Regions from separate parts of the Mus musculus genome. Here all the other regions are linked to region 4. A link is a contact called in public HiChIP or PLAC-seq and promoter capture Hi-C data. All regions are on one chromosome and are shown on one strand. The core of a region is the stretch at or near the end of the contact, and the rest is flanking DNA. Distances in the headings are between cores, read along the strand shown.

Evidence for each region. Promoter capture Hi-C pulls out the DNA fragments that hold promoters and counts their contacts. HiChIP or PLAC-seq counts read pairs in DNA pulled down with a chosen protein or histone mark.
Region 1: a promoter capture Hi-C map of pre-B cells shows a contact between it and region 4. The contact joins the promoter of Ppp6c here to the enhancer-like site in region 4. A contact is called at or near these places in 5 of 39 promoter capture datasets (the C10 cell line, cranial neural crest, hematopoietic stem and progenitor cells and 1 more), 1 of 484 Hi-C or Micro-C datasets (pre-B cells) and 4 of 115 datasets of contacts at active chromatin or transcription factors (the SCID.adh cell line, bone marrow-derived macrophages, microglia and 1 more).
Region 2: a promoter capture Hi-C map of liver shows a contact between it and region 4, with 2.0 times the contacts expected there. The contact joins two enhancer-like sites. A contact is called at or near these places in 3 of 39 promoter capture datasets (the 3T3-L1 cell line and liver).
Region 3: an H3K4me3 HiChIP or PLAC-seq map of pro-B cells shows a contact between it and region 4, with 2.7 times the contacts expected there. The contact joins the promoter of Scai here to the enhancer-like site in region 4. A contact is called at or near these places in 8 of 39 promoter capture datasets (3T3-L1-derived adipocytes, embryonic stem cells, hematopoietic stem and progenitor cells and 4 more), 1 of 484 Hi-C or Micro-C datasets (pre-B cells) and 1 of 115 datasets of contacts at active chromatin or transcription factors (pro-B cells).

The regions. Positions count from the first base shown.
Region 1 is chr2:39,225,065-39,229,729 of GRCm38.p6, reverse strand. Ppp6c (protein phosphatase 6, catalytic subunit) reads left to right here and starts at 3,381. Exons shown (of 7, transcript NM_024209.3): 1 at 3,381-3,563. The coding sequence starts at 3,489.
Region 2 is chr2:38,468,821-38,473,383 of GRCm38.p6, reverse strand. The region is part of intron 2 of Gm39799 (a long non-coding RNA gene); the gene reads left to right. Among named protein-coding and RNA genes, the nearest start is that of Gm25081, 9.2 kb to the left of the region's middle. Within about 2 kb of position 1,488, at least 79 of the 459 cell types and tissues checked have an H3K27ac peak or open chromatin away from gene starts, as enhancers often do. A contact at or near this core is called in liver, where this site is marked.
Region 3 is chr2:39,188,868-39,193,941 of GRCm38.p6, reverse strand. Scai (suppressor of cancer cell invasion) reads left to right here and starts at 3,212. Exons shown (of 18, transcript NM_178778.3): 1 at 3,212-3,352; 2 at 3,909-3,953. The coding sequence starts at 3,300.
Region 4 is chr2:38,821,318-38,825,769 of GRCm38.p6, reverse strand. All of the region lies in intron 3 of Nr6a1 (nuclear receptor subfamily 6, group A, member 1), which reads left to right. It overlaps Nr6a1os (a long non-coding RNA gene), which reads right to left. Exons shown (of 7, transcript XR_866167.2): 1 at 2,201-4,452. Among named protein-coding and RNA genes, the nearest start is that of Nr6a1os, 7.6 kb to the right of the region's middle. Within about 2 kb of position 1,714, at least 311 of the 459 cell types and tissues checked have an H3K27ac peak or open chromatin away from gene starts, as enhancers often do. A contact at or near this core is called in 3T3-L1-derived adipocytes, the SCID.adh cell line, bone marrow-derived macrophages and 8 more, where this site is marked.

The DNA of each region.
Region 1 (4,665 bases), core at 2,132-4,631, 400 kb before region 4:
ACCAGCATCATGAGATGTGATTTTAAATTTGAGTCTTGCTTTTCAGGTGTGTTGGGTTATCCAGGACTGGCTGAGGTGGGAGTTTCAAATCAGTAGCCCAAAACTCATGATGCATGTTCTGTGGTAGGATCATTGCTATAATTCAGCATTCATGGTATAGGTACTGCGGGTAGCTCATGCCTGTAACCCAGCACTCATGGTGCATGTACTCTGGAAACAAATACCTGCAACTCCAGCACTCACGGTGAATGTACTAAGGAAGACACACACTAGTAATGCACCACTCATGGTCATGTATTATGGGAGGCCCAGACCTGTATCTTAGTGTATGTCCTTTATTAGACTTATATCACTAACCCATCACTCATGGTTCATATACTGTGAGAGGCTCACCAATAATTTAGCAATATGTGTATGTGTCCATGAAGGTTAGGGGGGAATGGCAGCTTCACGCTTGCAGGTTCTTTCCTAGCCACTTCCTTTACATCCCCTCTCTCAGCTACATCTTCACGTGAAAGAAGTAAGGATCAGGGAGAAATGGCTGCCTGCTTTCTACTAATGTGGCCAGCCAGAGACGCTGTCCTCTCCACCTAGCTTAAGGAAAGGAATACCCTCTCCTCCAGATGGCGGAGCCTGTTTACTTCCAACCCAGCAAGAGTTAGCTCCAACTCATTCTGGATGTGGCTCTACCCATGGGCTGGAGCCCCAGGTTCCTAAAGCTTGTCCAGGCCAACAGCTTTCCTCCGCGGGTCTCTCCCCAGCATCGACTCCCTTCCAGGGAGACCTGGAATGCTGCTTCCTGGTCGGCATCCGATCCATGACCAAATCCCTTGTTCAGACGGAGTTTGTTTACAGCAGTCGTTAGTAGTGACTTCTGAAGCAGAAGGATGGGTTGGAACTCATGTAAGCCAGGCTGACCTTGAATTCTGCTCCAGGCTCCAGAATGAGATTTCCTGCATGCCACAGAATGCTAGACTTTTCCTGTGTAGGTTTTGAGGCTGGTTCAAGCTGCGGCACCAGCAACGAATGGTTCATTTCCATAACTGCCATTTGTAGTTACAGCACGTTCCAAGACCATAGGCAGGCCCTTGGCCTTTTAGGAGCTCATAAGCTGATCAGAGATACTAAACACGAACAACAACTAGGAGGTTCTATTGTAAAGGGTGAGGAATAAAACGTTCACTGAAACTATATGTTCTTGGGGTAAATTATTAATACTTTGGGTGTCTTCTCTCTGCAACACAGAAATCTTAAGATTTCTGTAGGGGTTGCAGTTGGGTGTCTATGGAGACCCAGAGTCTTTCCTCTGTAAAAACCATGATCTATAAACTGATCAACCCTCTTTTGGCAACTTCATCTGCATCATCTCTGATCTATGTCCTAAGTATAGGTACTCCTTTTCTTTCCTAAAACAGAAATGGCTCACCTATGTGCCTATGTGTGATCAGAGTGTCATACTCTTATGGTGAGGGTAGAACGCAAAACAGTCTTTGTGACTGCCTGTAATTATCAGAAAGCTCCCACTGACTGCCAAAGAATTTAGAGGTATACACTCACTCTGCTTTCCTTCTGGAAAGACAACCAGGGCAAGGTTGGATCTGCCATGTGCCCAGTATGTATTTGGACAGTGATTACTTCTCTGAAGTAAAGCTCCAGAATGCTTGGATGTGCCTTGGGTCTTTTGGCTTGAAACCTCAAGCCATGCTGGAGGAGTATATTAACAAGAAAAAGTGGAATATCAGATAGTTTACATTGTTGGAACCAACCCTTTTAGACTATAAATTACATTTCTAAATTCTTGTAGGAATGTTTGAATTCTGTTTTTAAGGGGCTAAAGAGATGTCTCAAACAAAACCAAGCAAAGAAAACAAAATTTAAAAATCCAAATAAGTTTGATCATGTTGCATGTTTAAAATCCTACAACAGTTGTCCACTGCATCAAAAGGAAAATAAATCTATGTATTCATTTCTTCCTCTGAGCTCCAGCCACTATGGTATGGCTCTTCCACAAAAGCTCCAAATAAGCTTAGAAATGCATCAGATATCTTCCATACAACTTCCCACCTTCCCAACTTTGCTGTGTTTTTGTTGTTGTTGTGTTTTTTTTTTTTTTTTTGAGACAAGGTCTTCTGGTTGACCTGCAACATGCTACATAGACTAGGCTATCCTAGAACTCACAGTTATCCAGCTGCCTCATCACTGCTGTGGTCAAATATGTGGTACACTATGGTCAGGTTAATTCTGAATCCTGTGTCAACCCATCCTCCTTACTATGCTGGAATGTTTTCCTTAAATTATCACTTTCTAACATGCTCTGAGTAATTTATTATATTTGTCGGTTATCTCTAACAGAATTAAATTGCAAGTTGAGGACAGATTTTTTAATACATTATTTTTTATTATTTTATTTATTTTGACTGCAAATATATTTCTGTACCACATGCACACAGTGCCCAGAAGAAGGTGTCTGATCTCCCGTAACTGGACTTGAAAGCAGCCACGTAGATGCTAGTAATAGAACTTGGATCCTCTGGAAGAACAGCTAGTGCTCTTAACTAATGAGCACTCTTTCCAGCCCCAAGGATAGAGATTTTTGTCTATTGCAGCCATTGGTTATTCTAACTGCCTATAAGTGTATCTGTACTTTGTTGCTATTCAATATAGAGTTGTCAAATGGACCAATGTTAAAGCTATAGTAGGTGTCAAGAACTGTTCTTGGCACTGGGATACGACAAAAAAAAAAAAAAAACCTTTCCGGCCCCCTCCTGGAACTCACCGGATTAAGTCAGTAGCCTGTTTTTCAGTCTAGGATCCATCTTTTCTGTTTCCTTTGAGATTTTGGGGCAAATAACACATGCAAACTTTGCATTCTTACAGTCTTACAAGAATTGAACAGGAGAAAAAAAAAGTGCCAGTATTTGTACAGAATGTGGCATAAGAAATGCTTTATTGTTTGTTTCTTCCCCCACCCACCACCCACCCCACCCCCCAGCCAGAGAACCGGTGGTGTTAAGTTTGTTTCAAATGTTGTCTAGGCCAGGTCTTCAGTAGTCCTGGAAAGGCGGTAACAGTAACTCTTAACTTTAACTGAAGATACTTTACAGGGTAGGAGTGAGAGCCAGGGAATTCTTAGTTAACCACTTCATGGTCTTCCTTAGAAAAAGCCTCATTTGAGGTGAAGTCTGTTGCCAAGGATAGGAAAGGAAGAGCATTTTACTAAAACTACAAATCCCAGCACGCCCCGCGGCAGAGAGCTACGGGTCCCAGTAGGTTTTATCAAAAGGACCTCCGGGTTCTCTTGGAGATAGATCCGTGGCCCGGAATTCCGCCTGAGAGAGAGAGCGGAACGGGTCAGGCTTTTACGTCGCTTCGCAGACGCCACTCACGGATCGGACGTGACGTAAGGAGGGTTCCGGATTCGGCCTCCGCCGCTGCCTCCGCTACTACAGCCGCTGCCGCTGCTGTCGCCGCGGCTTGTTCTTCCTAAAATGGCGCCGCTGGATCTGGACAAGTATGTGGAGATAGCGCGGCAGTGCAAGTACCTTCCCGAGAACGACCTGAAGGTGAGCCGGGCCGGAGGCCGTCCAGCTTGCGAGGCAAGCCCCTTCCGGCTGCGGGGCTCCCGCCGGCCCGCCCTTCTCCCTCGGCGGGATCCCTACCGGGCGCCCGATCCTGGCGCGGCGGAGGGCGCTCCGCGGTGCGAGAGGACCGGGTCCGAGGCGGCGTGACGCGGAGAACCAGGGGAGCCCGGATCCCCCGAATGCTGTCCAGTTCTTTGAGGGGAGATCCCGGGGGATGTCACGATCCCCTGACCCTCACGGGACTCCGAGCTTAAAGACTCTCACTCTAACTCGCTCGGCCTCCCGGAGACGGAGCCGGGCCGAGCGGGTAGTGCTCCCGGGATGGGGTCCTCCCAGCAGAGGTAACAGGAGCCGCTGTCTGCTCCAGGGACGCGGCCGCGGTGTGTTTAAGTCCCTGAGAGGTGGAAGCCGGTGGGCGGGATCGATGCGACCATAATGGGAGAGAATGACAAGTCGCCTCAGCTTCACCACTCCCCTAAATTGCTTCTTAGGAGTGGTAGTTTTCTTCTGATGATTTGGATGTGGATCTCATTTCTTAGCCCGTTGTTGAGCTATTTAAGTGAATAAGCAGTTGCTTATCAATAAGTTCAAATGTTTTTATGACCTCTGAGCTGTTCCCCTGTAACTCAAGGTGTCGTTTTCTTGGTTTTCCAAAGGAGGTCTTACTCAGTTCAGGCTAAGTTAATGCAGTAAAGAAGTAAGCCGTTGGTGTACCACTGTTATCAACCGTATTTTGTTTCTGCAAAAACTAGTGCTTAGGACCACGTTGGTGTTTATCCGATGGTTGCTAATGTCTGTTTTATTCCGTTAACTTTGATTTGCTATGTAGTCAGTCACTCTCGATCATTTGAATTTTTTTTTCATGCTGTTTTTGTAATATTTTTAAGCCACAGGCTTAAAACAATTTTTTCAAGAAAAAAATTGCCTTTTTCCTAACGAATTTTATTTCTCTTGTGAAGATTTTGCTCTGTGTCTGTTTTCTTGTCTCATCTAGTACATGAAGTTTATATTTAAATCAGCCAACAAGTATGCAAAATGTTTAAGACCTCAAGTGTTGGTTGTGTGAAAGTACATAGCTTGTAAC
Region 2 (4,563 bases), core at 239-2,738, 350 kb after region 4:
GTTGGCTCTACTTGTTATCCAGTCTTGGCACTGTATTGGTAAATAGAGTAAATGTGATATCTGTAAAATATGATAAGGTGAGGGCTGAGCCAATCACCTCGGGGCAGATGGACTGGAAGTCAATGAAGGCATTTACTAGGGAAATACAGTAATGGCAGAACTTAAGCAGAAGGGAAGAACTAAATGGGGGAGATGTTAGTGTGAGGGGATTTCACAGAGGAAGGTGACTGTGGCCAGGCTAGGTCACACAGTTACTTGTGGTGGCATAGAAAGGCTTCTTATTCTTGTCCCCTTCCTGTCACTTGCTCATGAATGAATCCATTTCTACTGAGTGTCACATGCTCTGAACACTGCCATCAAAGGTTTCCTTCCTGTGCACACATGTGGGGTGACCCTTCACACACTGAGCATGTTTGCTGAATGCAAGCACATGCCTTGATGAATCAGCAGCCCTCATAGAGTTCACTGTACAGTGATTTACTATGTAGTGGCTCACCATCTCCATACTTCTGTTTTCTTTTCTGTGAAATGGAGGAATAGAACAGCAGTCACCTAACATATTGTCAAGATGAAATGACTAAGTAGCATGCAAAGTGCATAGGCATTGTAAGGTCACAACACCTACTTAGCCCTACTCCACCCCCACAGAGATAAAGATTAAACCCAAGGACTTGCATATGTCAGGCAATTACCCACAGCTTCTAGGCCCTTTAGCAGGGCAACTTGAAGGTGTGTATGCATGTGTGTGTGCGTGTGTGTACTCTCATGTGCATGCGTGAGCACATGTGTTTGTGTACCCACGTGGTGTACAAGGATGAATGTGTGACTGTGCATGTGTTCATGTCTATGCATATCTGTGCATGTGTGTGTATATGTGTGTGTGTATGTGTGTTTGACCTTGGTTGCATGGTTCTTTAGTGTGAAGTTTTTAGATGACCAAGTCACGTCTCAATGTCAAAAGATTAGACATGACAGGTGATACAACAGACCCACTCTCCAACTTGATTTCTGCCCTCTGTCTAGTTACCCTCTAGGCTGGGTATAGACACTGTATGAGCCACATTAGCAGTTACTCTGGAAAGTGAAATCTGGAGGATGGCACCTGACTAAGAAGTCCCAGGTCCCACAGGCCAGCTGGCAGAGCCCAGAGCTTGTCTCCATTGCTCTCTCCACAGGTCTGTTCTGTCCCCGTGACTTGACTGGTCCTTGGTCTCTCACTGTTTGGTGTCTTGCCTGGCCCTCAGACTTACAGCCCAGACTTTTCCTGGAAAACCCCAAGCATTGTCACCTTCGTCCTCCCAATTCTGTGGCGGAGAGACAGAATTAGAACTTGCCTCGTGGTACGAAGTTGTGGCAATGACTGTAGAAGAATGACTTTCAACTTCTAGGAACCGACCCTGACAATCAGATAAGGCAAGCACTGAGTCACTGGCAGAGGCCACATCAGTGGAGATTTCAATTGTGTGTGTGTGTGTGTGTGTGTGTGTGTGTGTGTGTGTGTGTAGGATGCAGAGGCCCCTGGTTCCACTTCCTCCCTGGGAGGCCCAGACCCTTCAATACTGTTTCTGTGCTGAGATGGGAAGGAAGCACTCACCCAGCAGGTGACAATCCAGACCAGCTGGGATGTGCTGCTAGATTAGGTCCTAAAATATCACAGCTGTGAGAACCCAGATTTTTGTTTTGCAGATGATAAAACTATTCAGAGAAATCAAGGACTTGTCCAACTTTCCCAGACAAGCTTAAAAAATAATTGGGCCTTAAACTCAGGGATCCCGGAAGATCACCACATGGCTCCCAATAAGTGTTTTTTCCCAAGTCCTGAGCCTCAGCCACTGTCCTGAGGTTCAAATGATCATGGACAAAAGGGGGAGACCAGAGTTGGAACTGCAGTCAAAACCCATGTTTGACCAGGTCCTGCTGGTCATTCTTTGTCCTTCTGGATGGCTCTCAACATCACTTTTCTAAGACCCTACTCCTCTATGTAAAGCGCTGGGAGCCATATTGTCTCTCCTCTCTCTCATCTCTTGATAACAGTTGGTTAGACTTGAAATGGACCTAGATTCCAGCTGTTCCCTGGGCATTGGGATGCAGAAGTGCTGGGCTTCCTTCCTGGCTGGGTATTTGAAGTGAGATATGCGGCTTGGACTGAGGTGGCTGTATTTGGCCAGATTCAAATGGAACAGCAGAGCAAAGTCCAGGTCACAAGCTTATAAGGGGAAGGGACAGGGTAAGAGACCATGGCACAGACAAACCATGGAGGAGAGGAAGAGAGATTAGGAGAGAGAGACAGACAGACAGAAAGATAGGATAAGGAACAGACAAGCAAGCAGGCTTGATCTTGTTCCTGAACTAGGGAGGTATAGAGGCAGAGAAGAAATAAATTAAGAAGGGAGGGATAGAGAAAGAGAGACAAACACCATTAGTCTAATGACCCTAATCAGCAAGATCAACAGACGTGGATTAAATATTTGTAAAAGAAAATCCCACATCTGTAGTGAACACTTTCAACTTCTTTCTCTCCATTATTTTTGTTTGTTTTGTTTCTGAGACAAGGCTTGTCTGTGTGACCCTGGCTGTCATGAAACTCACTGTGTAGACCAGGCTGGCCTCAAACTCACAGAGATCTCTACCTGCTTCTGCCTCCTGAGTGTTGGGATTAAAGGCATGTGCCACCATGGCCAAGGCATTATTTCCTAAACCACACAGCCTACCTATGCTGTGTATGGAACTCACAGTTTTGGGTGTGAGTAGTTATGTCGAGGTGGTTTACAGTGTTCAGAAGGCTGGATGTGGGGGAGTGTGCCTATAATCCCAGCACTGTGGAAACACAGGCAGGAGAAATAGTGCAGAGAATCTAAGCTACATCTTAGGGTGGCATCACTCACAAGGTGCTGGTTTTGCGAACACACAGAATGCAAGAGTAAGATAGCTATAGGAGCTTGCACTAAGGTTCTGGAAAGCCCTGGAGGCCAAGCGATGTGCAGGAGGATGAGAGTCACTGCCTGGTTCATAAGCAGACACCTGTGCGGGTGTAGCTTGTGTTTCCCAAGGAAAGCTGCCTTTTCTGCATGATGGATTTTATCCCTCAAACCTTAAGGATAAGTAACTCCTTTCTCCCTTAAATTGTTTCTTGGTGGGGCTGATGGGGTGTGTATGCCCCCACCCCCATCCCCAGAATCTTAGGCCCTGCCTCTGCCTAAGGCTATCATTGGCCACAGGGCTGTGCTCAGCTCTGGCTGGGTCATGCTAACAGTCCTGGGGGCCAGTGCCCCAGAAGTACATCAGCTACTTGGTCCAGAGTCTATGCAGTTCCACCTGACCTCCCTCCTTCCTAGAGTTTTCTGGAGGGCTTGAACTAAAATTGCTCTTTGGTCCAATCTCTGCTCCTCAGTACACTACAGTTGCCCCCTCCCGGCTCCTGCTTCCTACTAACATCTCTGGTGATCAACACCTCACAACAGCCACACTCACAGTTTCTTTCTGGAACAACTTCATCAATGACAGGGACACAATAGACAGGGGTTGTCAGAGGTACCATACAGATGAAAAATGTCAGGGTTCAGGGATGGATTCAAACAGACATGATTGTGTGTGGGGGGGTACTTTTCCAAAACATGAACCCTGGGTCAGACTGTCTGCTATTGAGTGACATCTCTGCCCTTATTGGGAACCAAGATGTAACCTCTGCCTACTTTAGTGGGTTTTTTTTCTTCTGTTTTTTTGGGCTTTTGGTTTGGTTTGGTTTGGTTTGGTTTGGTTTTTTGGTTTTTTTTTGTTTTTTTTGTTTTTGTTTTTTTGTTTTTAGTATAGAACAGAGTTTATTAGGGCATGGAGAGGGGAGTCACAATGGTAGTAGAGGCAGAGAAAGGCAGAGAGAGTAGAGGAGTAAAGGCCAGCCATGAGCACAAGGGGGAGTGGAGGAAGGAACGGAGTGGGAGCAAAAAGGGAAGAACAAGAGAGGAACAAGAGAGTAAGAGCTAGTGTTTGGTTTTGGGTTTTTTTTTTTTTTTACATTTTATTTGTGTTTATTTATTTATTGTCACGTGCATTGGTGTTTTGTGAACTGCCATGTGGATACTGGGAAGTGAATCCAGGTCCTCTGGAAGAACATTCTGTGCTCTTAATCACTGAGCCACCTCTCCAATATTTATTTATTTATTTATTTATTTATTTATTTAAAGGCAAGGTCTTGCTATGCGGCCCTAGCTGTCTGGCACTTGCTCTGTAGACCAGAGTCTGCCTCTGTATCTTCACTGGTAAGATGGAGATCATAACAACTGCCCTGAGGCTGTCCTGAAGGAGGGGGTGATGTCAAAACGCTTAATCAGCAAGTGTTAGATAACTTTTTATTGTCCGGAATGACTCAGACTCATAAAAACCTTCTAAACTCCTTGCTCAGGCACTTGGGGATTGCCAGAAAATCCCTGACAGGAATCCAAGAGCCATCTTGGATCCCACTTTGGACAGAGCACACCATGACATCCTCTGACGCCTGTTACATGGTCCTACTGTTCTGTTCTGGCCATTGTTCCTCCTTCTGAATTTCTGACCTACACCTTGCTC
Region 3 (5,074 bases), core at 1,963-4,462, 370 kb before region 4:
TATGAGGTTTATATACAATTTCCTTTATGTATTTCAACAAAAACATTTATTGTATAATATATGCCACTCAGGGAGTACCTAATCATTATTAGGTATCTCACATTTTGTATATAAATGAGAGTGGAATATATATATAAAATCAAACATTTTAGGTAGATGCTAATCATGTCCTATTTTTCAGTGCTGAGGAAAGAACTCAGGTCCTTGGGGCCTTATGCATGCTAGGTAAGTGGTCTTCCAGTGAGCTACATTCCCAGCTCAAGCATGTCCTTTTTATTTGTTTGTTTGTTTGTTTATTGGACTTGGTGGAGTGGTTGAGACAGTCTCACCATGTAGACTAAACTGTACCTTCCAAGGATTTAAGACATACTTCACCATTCCCACCCTGCCTTGCTATGGATCTCTGCCTATGTTGCTTCCTCACTGCCCAACACAAATGAAGAAATGGGATTGGAGAGAACAAGTAATTTGTCAAGGTCACAGGAGAATTGGAGCGTGAACCCTGAGGGCACATCACAGTGCCTACTCAAGCCTTCTATTTTAAGCACTATTGGTTTTTGCAGCTGTGTGACCCTGAACAAATTGAATTCTCTTATCTTTTATTTATGTTCTAAAAGGAATATAGTAAAGTTGATTATAGTATTAAAAATAGCACCCACAAAATGCCCAGTACTGAGGACCCAACCAAAATCAGTGTGTTTAGGGAGGAACCCAGAGTGAAATATTGCTAACAGTATAGCTTAAAAAAATTTATTTGTCCTATGTGAATGAATGGTTTTGCCTGCATTTATGTTATTCGCAGAATTCAGAAGAGGGCATCAAATGCAGGATTAGGTATGATTGTGAGCCACCATGTCGGTGCTAGGAACTGAACCCAGGTCCTCTGCAAGTACAAGTGCTCTTAACCACTAAGCCATCACTCCAGCCCCACAGTGTAGCCTTTTAAATAAAAGGGATTTAAAAGAAGTGTTTGATGCAGAAGGAGACATGAAATAGTGCACTGGCGTAATAGAATATGCATAGTTTATATAAGAGCCCAGAAGCTGAGATAATAGAACTTGGACACAACATGAAGTATTCATTATAGAAAGGCTCAACAATTGGGAGCAGCAGTTCTGTTGACAGATTGTCTATGCTTCAGAGAAGACTGTCCAATTAGGGGAAATGTTGGAAAGATTATTTAAGGGCTCCGCCCCCTGAAAATCCTTAATTTCTTCTTGCTGGATTGAAAAAGTAAATGGAAATAGGATAAAATTGACATGATTGGTGGCCCTAGGGTTATGTCATTTGGGGGAGAACAGCAAATTTTTGATATTTTCCCTAGTCAAAGCTATTTTTAAGATCCCATAACAGGGCTGGAGAGATGGCTACTCTTCCAGAGAAACCTGGGGTTCATTTCCCAACAACCACAACCTGTAAATCACAATTTGTAACTCCAGTCTCAGGAATCCTACATGGGCACCAGATATACATGTGGCATACAGGCTACATGGAGGCAAAACACCCATACACATAAAAAATTTTAATCCTGACAACATCTGGAAATGCACTTCTGAAGGAGCCCATGCTGGGGGTCCTAGGCTACATCCTCAGCAGTGGGCCAGCAAGACAGCTTAACAGATCAAGTTCCCCAGGACCCACGTGATGGAGAGAAGTCCCGAGAGCTGTCCTCTAGCCGCCTAAATGCCATTGCATTCACCCGACTCATACTCTTCCCCTTCGTCTCCTCTCTCTCCCTCTTTTTTTACTCCTCCTTCCCCCTTTCATAAATTCAGTAAGAGTAGCTCCTCAGCAATGCAAAAATAAATCCCGCTATAACTTGGCAGCATCCCATTGTTTCATAAAAGAAAGGCCATTCCACATCGAAGATGGGTGCAAGATAAATCATGTAGGAATAAAGGAGAACCCCTTGCACCAAATACATTTGTGAAAAAGTAGTTATCTCAATATTTGGGATACTATCCACTTGTGGAGATTTGTGAGATACGTCTCATGCATTTTATTTGCTATTGTGTGCTGTGTGTGTGCAGGTGTGTGTGTCATGTGCATGTGGAGGTCAGAGAGTCATCGAAAGCGTTCCTCTGGGTTTGAGGACAAGCCACAACATCAGGCTTGAACAGCAAGCACCTTTTACTCTGCTGAGCCATATATCTGCCACTACATTGTTGGTGTGTGTTTTAACAAAATGTGTTCTAATAAAATGAAAATGGCCCAAGAGAAAGTTTTATGCCTTCTCCCAAATGGAAGGAATGAACTTAGAATCTGCCAGACAGATTTGCATAGATCTTAAGAATTAAATTCTTCGGGTGCATTACATATACATCTGCTATATTTTCAAAGATAGCTTTTTGTTAGAGCAGAATAGAAAAGATTACTAGTATTAATTGTATTTACATGCTTATGCATGTAATGTTTTGCATGCTTAGGTCTGTCAAAAAATGCAGTGAAATTTTATACCAAAAATGATTAGCTGGTTAGATTTTTTAATCATCTGGAATGGCACAGAATGGCTAGCTTATACAAGAAGCAGTTCTTTTTAGGCTTTTCAAAATGGAATACATTCCTTGTGGTTATTGTAATTGGTTCTTTTTGCAATGCTGTTTGTTGTTGTTGTTTTTTTTTTCGAGGTAATTAAAGAAATTCTGCTTTCTTACAAGCTTGCATCCAAGCTTAGGATCTTTCCTGCAGCCAAACTGCTTGATCCCTACAATTTGAGACCGAGTCCCTTTTGAAGGGTGACATTAAGCCGCATTCGAGGTGATTCAGAAGACTATGAGAGAGAGAGCTGCTTTGCCCTCGAACTTCTGAATATATCTGGAGAAAGTGCTGCGCTTGATTTTGGTTCTGGAGCAGTGCGGAGGCGGAGGAAATAGCAGGTGTCTGGGAGGTGTCAGGGATGCAGGATGCCAGCCAAAGAGAACCTGCAGGCAGGTGTCTGGCGCCGGAGATGTAAGTCCCCGTTCTGGCACACGGAGGCGCTCAGGGCTCCTCTCGCTCTGCTAGCAGTCTTTAAGGCACCTCTGCCGCCACCTGCAGTCTCAACCAAACCTCGGGGTGGGCCACGCGGGACATGACGGCCTAAGCACCCAATCAGCGGTCGGATTTCTAGATACCCTGCCGTTGTGGCCAATAGAAACCGAGGAGAGGCGAGGAGGGGACGGGCCCGAGCCCCGCGGCAAGCCTGGCCGGGGCGCAAGGCCCTCCTCCTGTCTCTCCGCCTACTCCAGCCTCCGCCGCTTCAGCTTCCCGAGCGAGCCCTGCGGCCGCCGGAGCATCTCCCGCGGCGGAGCAGGAGCCGGATGGTCAGAGGAGCCCGGCAGTCCCAGCAGCCGCGGAGTCGCCTGGCCCCCAGGTGGGGTGGGCTACGTGGCGAGGCGGAGGCTAGGGGCGAGGGGCCCAGAGAGCGGGCCTGGGGGTGGCGGCGGTGGTGTCTAGGCGCCGAGCCCTGAAGGGGCGGGGGTACAGGCACTCAGCATCTCGGGGGCGCCAAGGGAGAGCAGCTCTCGGGGCAGCGAGCGAGGGCGCGCTGGGCGAGAGCGGAGGGCGCGCGCCCCACCGGGGAGCCAAGGAATGCGGGGAACCGGGTCTGAGGGGCGGGGCCGTGTCTGAGGGGAGCTAGGGGGGCCTGCGGCTCTGGGCAGACAATGAGGCCGACCTGGCGGGTGGTTGGGGGAGCCGAACGTTTGGGGCAGGGAACCGAGAGCATTCGGGGACTAGTGAGTCCCAGGCGCTTGGTCGTGGGAGGGAAGGAAGCCCTGCCTGTGGGGTGTCTGTAAGGTCACGGGTAGGCAGAGCCAACCTGTGGTCAGCCTGTGGCCCCCCGAGGGTGGTACATGAAGTGCCCCACAGGCAAGGCAAGGCAAACGGTGTGTTGTCTTAGTTACGGGTCTCATTTGTTTGGTCTGTAGACTGTCTGGCACAGTGGAGAAACCACCCCGAAAACGGAAAAGCAGGTAAGGCAAATGCCTTCCTCTCTAGCTTCGTGTTTTTCCTGTTTGCTTGGCTGCCCCTGTGCTGCATAATTACGTGGTGAGTAGATAAAGTTTCTTATTTAGGTCCTTTTTTTAGTAAATTCGACAGCATGGAAAGGTATTCCCTTTGAGAACTTCAAATTACCACCACCTCCAACCCCTTGCAGGTATATGATACGGGAAATGGGGAAACATTAAGAAAGCCCCACTTTCGACTTTAGTCTTAATTTCAACTTTGGCATCTCTAACGGAGATTGTCATTGAACAGCTACTGTGTGCCAAGTGTCGTATACAAATTCTGTGTTATTTTCTGTGACAGTTTTGCAAAAGAGGGAACTGAACCATAGAGTAGCCAATACTTAGCAAACAAAGATCACACATGTAATAAATGATAGAACCAGGATTTGAATCCAGGTTGTCTGAATGCAAAGTTTATGTTCTTTATACTGTAATGCTTCTAATACATACACAGTTGAACAGAGTCCCACTCCTGGCTTTCTCTCTCTTTCTTTATAAAGTCTAATAAACTGAGATGCTTAATACAAAAGTAGTAACTAAGGACTTACATAGGCCGCAGACAACTGAATTTTTCCTTAGGCAATGAAGAAGAGTATTCATCCCACAAATATGTTTTAGTGTATTTCATTTGTTAGGTACTACATCACAATTTTATTTAATTATTTGAAGATTTCCTTTCTTTACCTACATTGGAATTGAGAGAGTAAGCTACAGTAATGAGGTTGCAGCCCGTAGCACCATTCTCATAACTAATACTTTGGACGTTAATATACAGATAAACTCAATCATAGATACAAATGCCAGTGGTGGGAGTGGGCAGTTGCCAAATAGCTTTGCCACTTTTTAGGCCTGCATGTCTACTCCCAGACTCAACGTAGCGCTACTGCACACCCACAAGGTTGGCTAGCACACCTGAGGAACTGAATTTTTTGTAGATCAGTATGTGTTTTTGTGTGCAGGTGAGTGTGAGTGTGTGTGCGTGCGTGCATGTGTATTCATGCGTGTGTGTGTGTGGTGTCTGCATGTGTGTGCAGGCGAATGCACATACATGCATGTCGATGTGAAGCAGTCTACTCTTGTGTCTG
Region 4 (4,452 bases), core at 465-2,964:
AAGTTTGAATGGTTTTATGAAATAAATTTAAAAGGATACCAACTTTATTATGTTCTACTTATGATAGTAGGCTTTATTTATCAAATGCTCCTCTCCTTTCTATAAGAGCAGACCAAGCAACTGCACACCGTGGATACTTTAGTACTGCTGACTGTTCCAGGGCTTTGAATGAAGTATTCTGTAGTGCGAAAAGAGAGCACACAGGACTCGTGACTTTATGTACTTTAACAATACAGCTTTTATGGCACTGGAGGTGGTTAAAATGCTAGAGTAGCCCTTAACCATGGCATCTCGGATCTCCGTGCTGCCCTTTTCTCTTTCTTTCCTTTTTTTATTCTCTTCAAATCTCAGAGCTGCCAGGAGTGTGTGGAGCCTGTAACTTCCTGTTCTCTGAATTCTGCATCTTTCTGCAGCTCTGAGCTTTGTGTTCCCCAGCCTGCGACTGTGTGCTAACAAATCACTATTGTCCAGTGGGGCGAATGTGGCTGGAACTAAAGAATTGCTGTCTGGTTTCTATTCAAATCCAGGTAGTGAGATACATGAATGGACTTTTCGAATCGTCATGTGAATAACGTCTGCTCGGCATGAGAGCTCAGAGCCACGCTAGGCAAGATTAACTCCTAGGCTGCCCAGTAACACTCTGCGGTAGGAGCTAAACCATTAGAAAGAAGCGTCTGACACATGCTTAATTCTCCATTTCCTAAGTTGGGCTAGGTGTTAAATTATTTAACTGGTTTTTTTAAGTGTTCCTGAACTTTGGGAAACATGCCAGATTAGGTGTGTGTTTTTTTTTTTCCACTTAGAATAATGTTATATTGTCTGAAAAGTTTTTTCTAGCATTTTTTATATTATAAAGTTACTTGATTGCACATAAACAAAAGTAAGAGACAGCTGCTTTTCTCAAGGAACTAGTCCTTTAAACTGCTTTCCACCCCACAAAGGGAAACCATCCCCGCCCTTTTTAAAAAGTACTTTCTTATTACTTCAAATATTTTCCCCAAAGCCCACATCTATACAAAGAAAATCGAGCTTCACATGTAACATAAAAATCAAAGAAAACAAGTTGCCTTCAAATTAGGAACCCACCTAAGTTATACCAGAATTGGTTAATCTTTTTTAATTATAGGTTTAAAATGGTACTATAATTTACAATTCTCATTTATCTATAAACAGTTATTTTAAGTATCTTCAATATACCTGAAAAAGAAAATCTCGATAGGATTGCGTTTACATTTCTCCTCTCTCACAGGTACTATGAAATGGAGAGAGAGCCTTTTATGTTTCTTTTTGTCTTAAACTCAGACAGCTTTGTAAGCAGTAGTGTGTAGATTACAAGAGTTAGACAAAAGCAGGCGAGACTGAGAAGAGTGGAGGGGGGGTTGCTTGGGGCACTTCCTGTCACTCAACACATTCCAGATCACTAAAAAATTTCCACACACTGCATTCCCTCTTGCCCACTCAAGTTCCCAGTATTTTCTGATTCTGTGTGCTGCTGGTGTCTCTTGTGCTCCTTTCTTTCCATGGCTCTGCTAAGACTGCTTCAGGGGACACACATTCCTTTAGATTATACAAAGCATAGCTTGGAAAATGGCTGGCAGTTTCAGAATCTAGTCACGATTGCACGCATGAGCACCTCACACATCCATGCCCCCTTTCCCCCCTCCCACCTCCGCAGCTGGCTGACCTGTCTCACCCGCTGCTGGCCTATCGAACGGCCAGGACTGTCTGGTTTTGGCTCATGCCTTTGTCCATGTCTGGCTTAGTTCCTCTCTGTCTATGCTTGCCTTTACCCCCAACGCCCCAGGCGGCACAAGTGTTTGGCCATGCAAAACTACGGATAGAAAAGGTGGTAAAAACTTCAAACTTTGCTAAATTTTCTAACAGTTTATTCTTTTGTTAATTTCTGCCTTATTTAAATATTGTTTTAAGAAAAACAAATAGAAAATTAATTACCTAAAGGCAAAGAATGCAAAGCAACCTTTGTGTTCCTTATAATAACTGACTTAATAACTCTGCAGCTGCGTTATGGGGAGCGTATAAAGCTTCTGTTCCGAGAACAAAGGAGCACGTGCAGAAATGAGCCGAAAAAATCAGTGACAGCATTTCACTACACAAATTACTGAAAAGGTTTTAGTCAAAGCCTCTCAACAGATGCAATTTTAAAATGGTTTTTAGCTGGAAAAAAAATGAAAGTGCTTACCCGGTAAAAGAACCGAAGTAGTCCTGAACTGTTACGTAAGACTTTCTACAGTTGGATCTTTGTCAAAAGGGGAAGGGGGTGATAGAAGAAAGCAGCAACAACAAAAAAGTTGGAGCTGCTGTGGCTAGAGGACAACTTCTGTGCTTCCAGATAGGATTCTTGCTGTAGAAATGGAACTTCAGCCAGCACAGCATCCTGTCCCAGTAGAAAAATGAGTTTGTCAGTTTAAAAAAAAAAAAAAAAAAAAGATCCTGGAGCCCAGGCTAGACAAGGTATTGAACCGCACCAGGTTTCCTTGCAGCCCTGTCTGCTTAGCTCGCATTGAACTATATATGACCCAGATGATGGACAGAAGCACATTCAGTCATGTGCACACTGGAAGAAAGCGGATTTGCTGGTCCCCGCCAGGGCAGGGGTTTGTCTTCTGATTGGGCTGTGCCCTGATCGGTGAAATGTGAAGCCCTCACCATTCAGAGGCCATAATTCAGGACTGGCAGTTTGAGTGTCTGGCTGCTTCTAGTCACTGAGAGAGACTTTGTAGGTGTTGCTTTTGTTTGATGGCATGACCCACGGAGTAGTTGCTTACACCTTATATACATGTCGGGGGAACTAGTCTTTCTAAAATACAATAATGCAGCTGATGCCACAGTTCTAAGCCAGCCTATTGTTGATAAATTGTGCTGTAACTAAACTAATTGTTTGATTTAGCCAGCTTCCTCTCCAGACCATGGACCTGATTTTGCAGTTTGATAAGGTAATTATAAAAGTGGTGTTTGAAGCAGAAATGGTGTGTTCCTGTAGTAAGTCTAGCATTTGAGAGGCAGAAGTAGGAAAGATTGTGAGTTTTAGGCCAAATTTAGCTACATAGTAGCATAGTATATAGGAAGGAAGGAGGGAAGAGGGAAGTTTTATAGATCTAAATTATACCTAATGAAAAGCGAATAAACAGCAGAGAAGTGAGTTTTTAGATTTTAGAGTGTTTGAACATATGAGGAAGTAGCTTTAAATCTCTTATTATTCCTTTTTGGGATCACCCTTTAGTCATACAGGGGATTTTGGAGATGGGTAGTATAAAAGCATAGACTCCATCAAGCTGTGGCCTAGCCTTTAAACTTGCAACACAGCCTTAGCTGGCAGTCTTTAGATGAATTATCTAAACTAGGGTCCTTCAGGTTCACCAGCTGTTTTTCTGAGCCACTAGGAAACCAGGTTGCCATAAAGGACTGTCAGTTGTGATGTTGTTTAGAAAAAGGCAGTTACTTTATTTAATTAAATTGACTTTTTTTTTTAATTGATGTAATAAAGTTTCATTATGAGGGGCTGGAGAGATAAATGGCTCAAAGGTTAAGAATACAGGTTACTCTTCCGGAAGAACCATCTTCAATTCCCAGCACCTAAGTGGTAGCTTATAACAACCTGTAACTCTAGTTCCAAGGATCTAATGCCCTCTTCTGGCCTTCTCTGGCACCTGACACACAAGTGGCTCACATACATACATACAGGCTAAATAATTTTTAAAATTGCATTATAAAACCTTGGTTCTAAGATAAGAAGTCTATTCCATACGGACCCATTTTTATTTTCTTCAGGAATTCCTATCTCCAAGAATTTAATACAATCTAATAAGTATTAGTATTAAATCAGTATTAGGTATAAATACCTTTTCATTCTGTCCATAATTGTGTGTGTGTGTGTGTGTGTGTGTGTGTGTGTACACGCGCGCGCCCATGACAAATAATGTGGGTTGCCTTCCAGGTATATAATGTTTGTTAAAGGCAAACTACTTTGGAGGGAAGATAAAATTGATTTATGAAGAATTTCTCCAGTATTAAATAATAATGTGCTTAGCTATTTTGAGTCATAACTCAACATATAGTGTTCATTACTTTTTCCAAATTTTGGAAAACAAATACAGAAAATAGCATACAACTTATGGTCCAATAGGTCACTGGCATCTGTTCCATTCGTTTAAAAAATTTTTAATTACTTTCAGATTATGTATATGTTTGTGTACATGCACACGTATATGCAGCTATATGAACATCAATGCAGATGTACACAGAAGCCAAAGGAATTACAGGTGGCTTTGAGCCCTTGATGTGGGTGCTAGGAATCAAACTCAGGCCCTCTGTAAAGGCAGTAAGTAGTAATGAACCATCTCTCCAGCCCCAGGAACAACATTTTAAAAATGTAGATGAAAAATCATGTAATATCACCCAGTATATTTCTTTTCTTTTCTTTTCTTTTCTTTT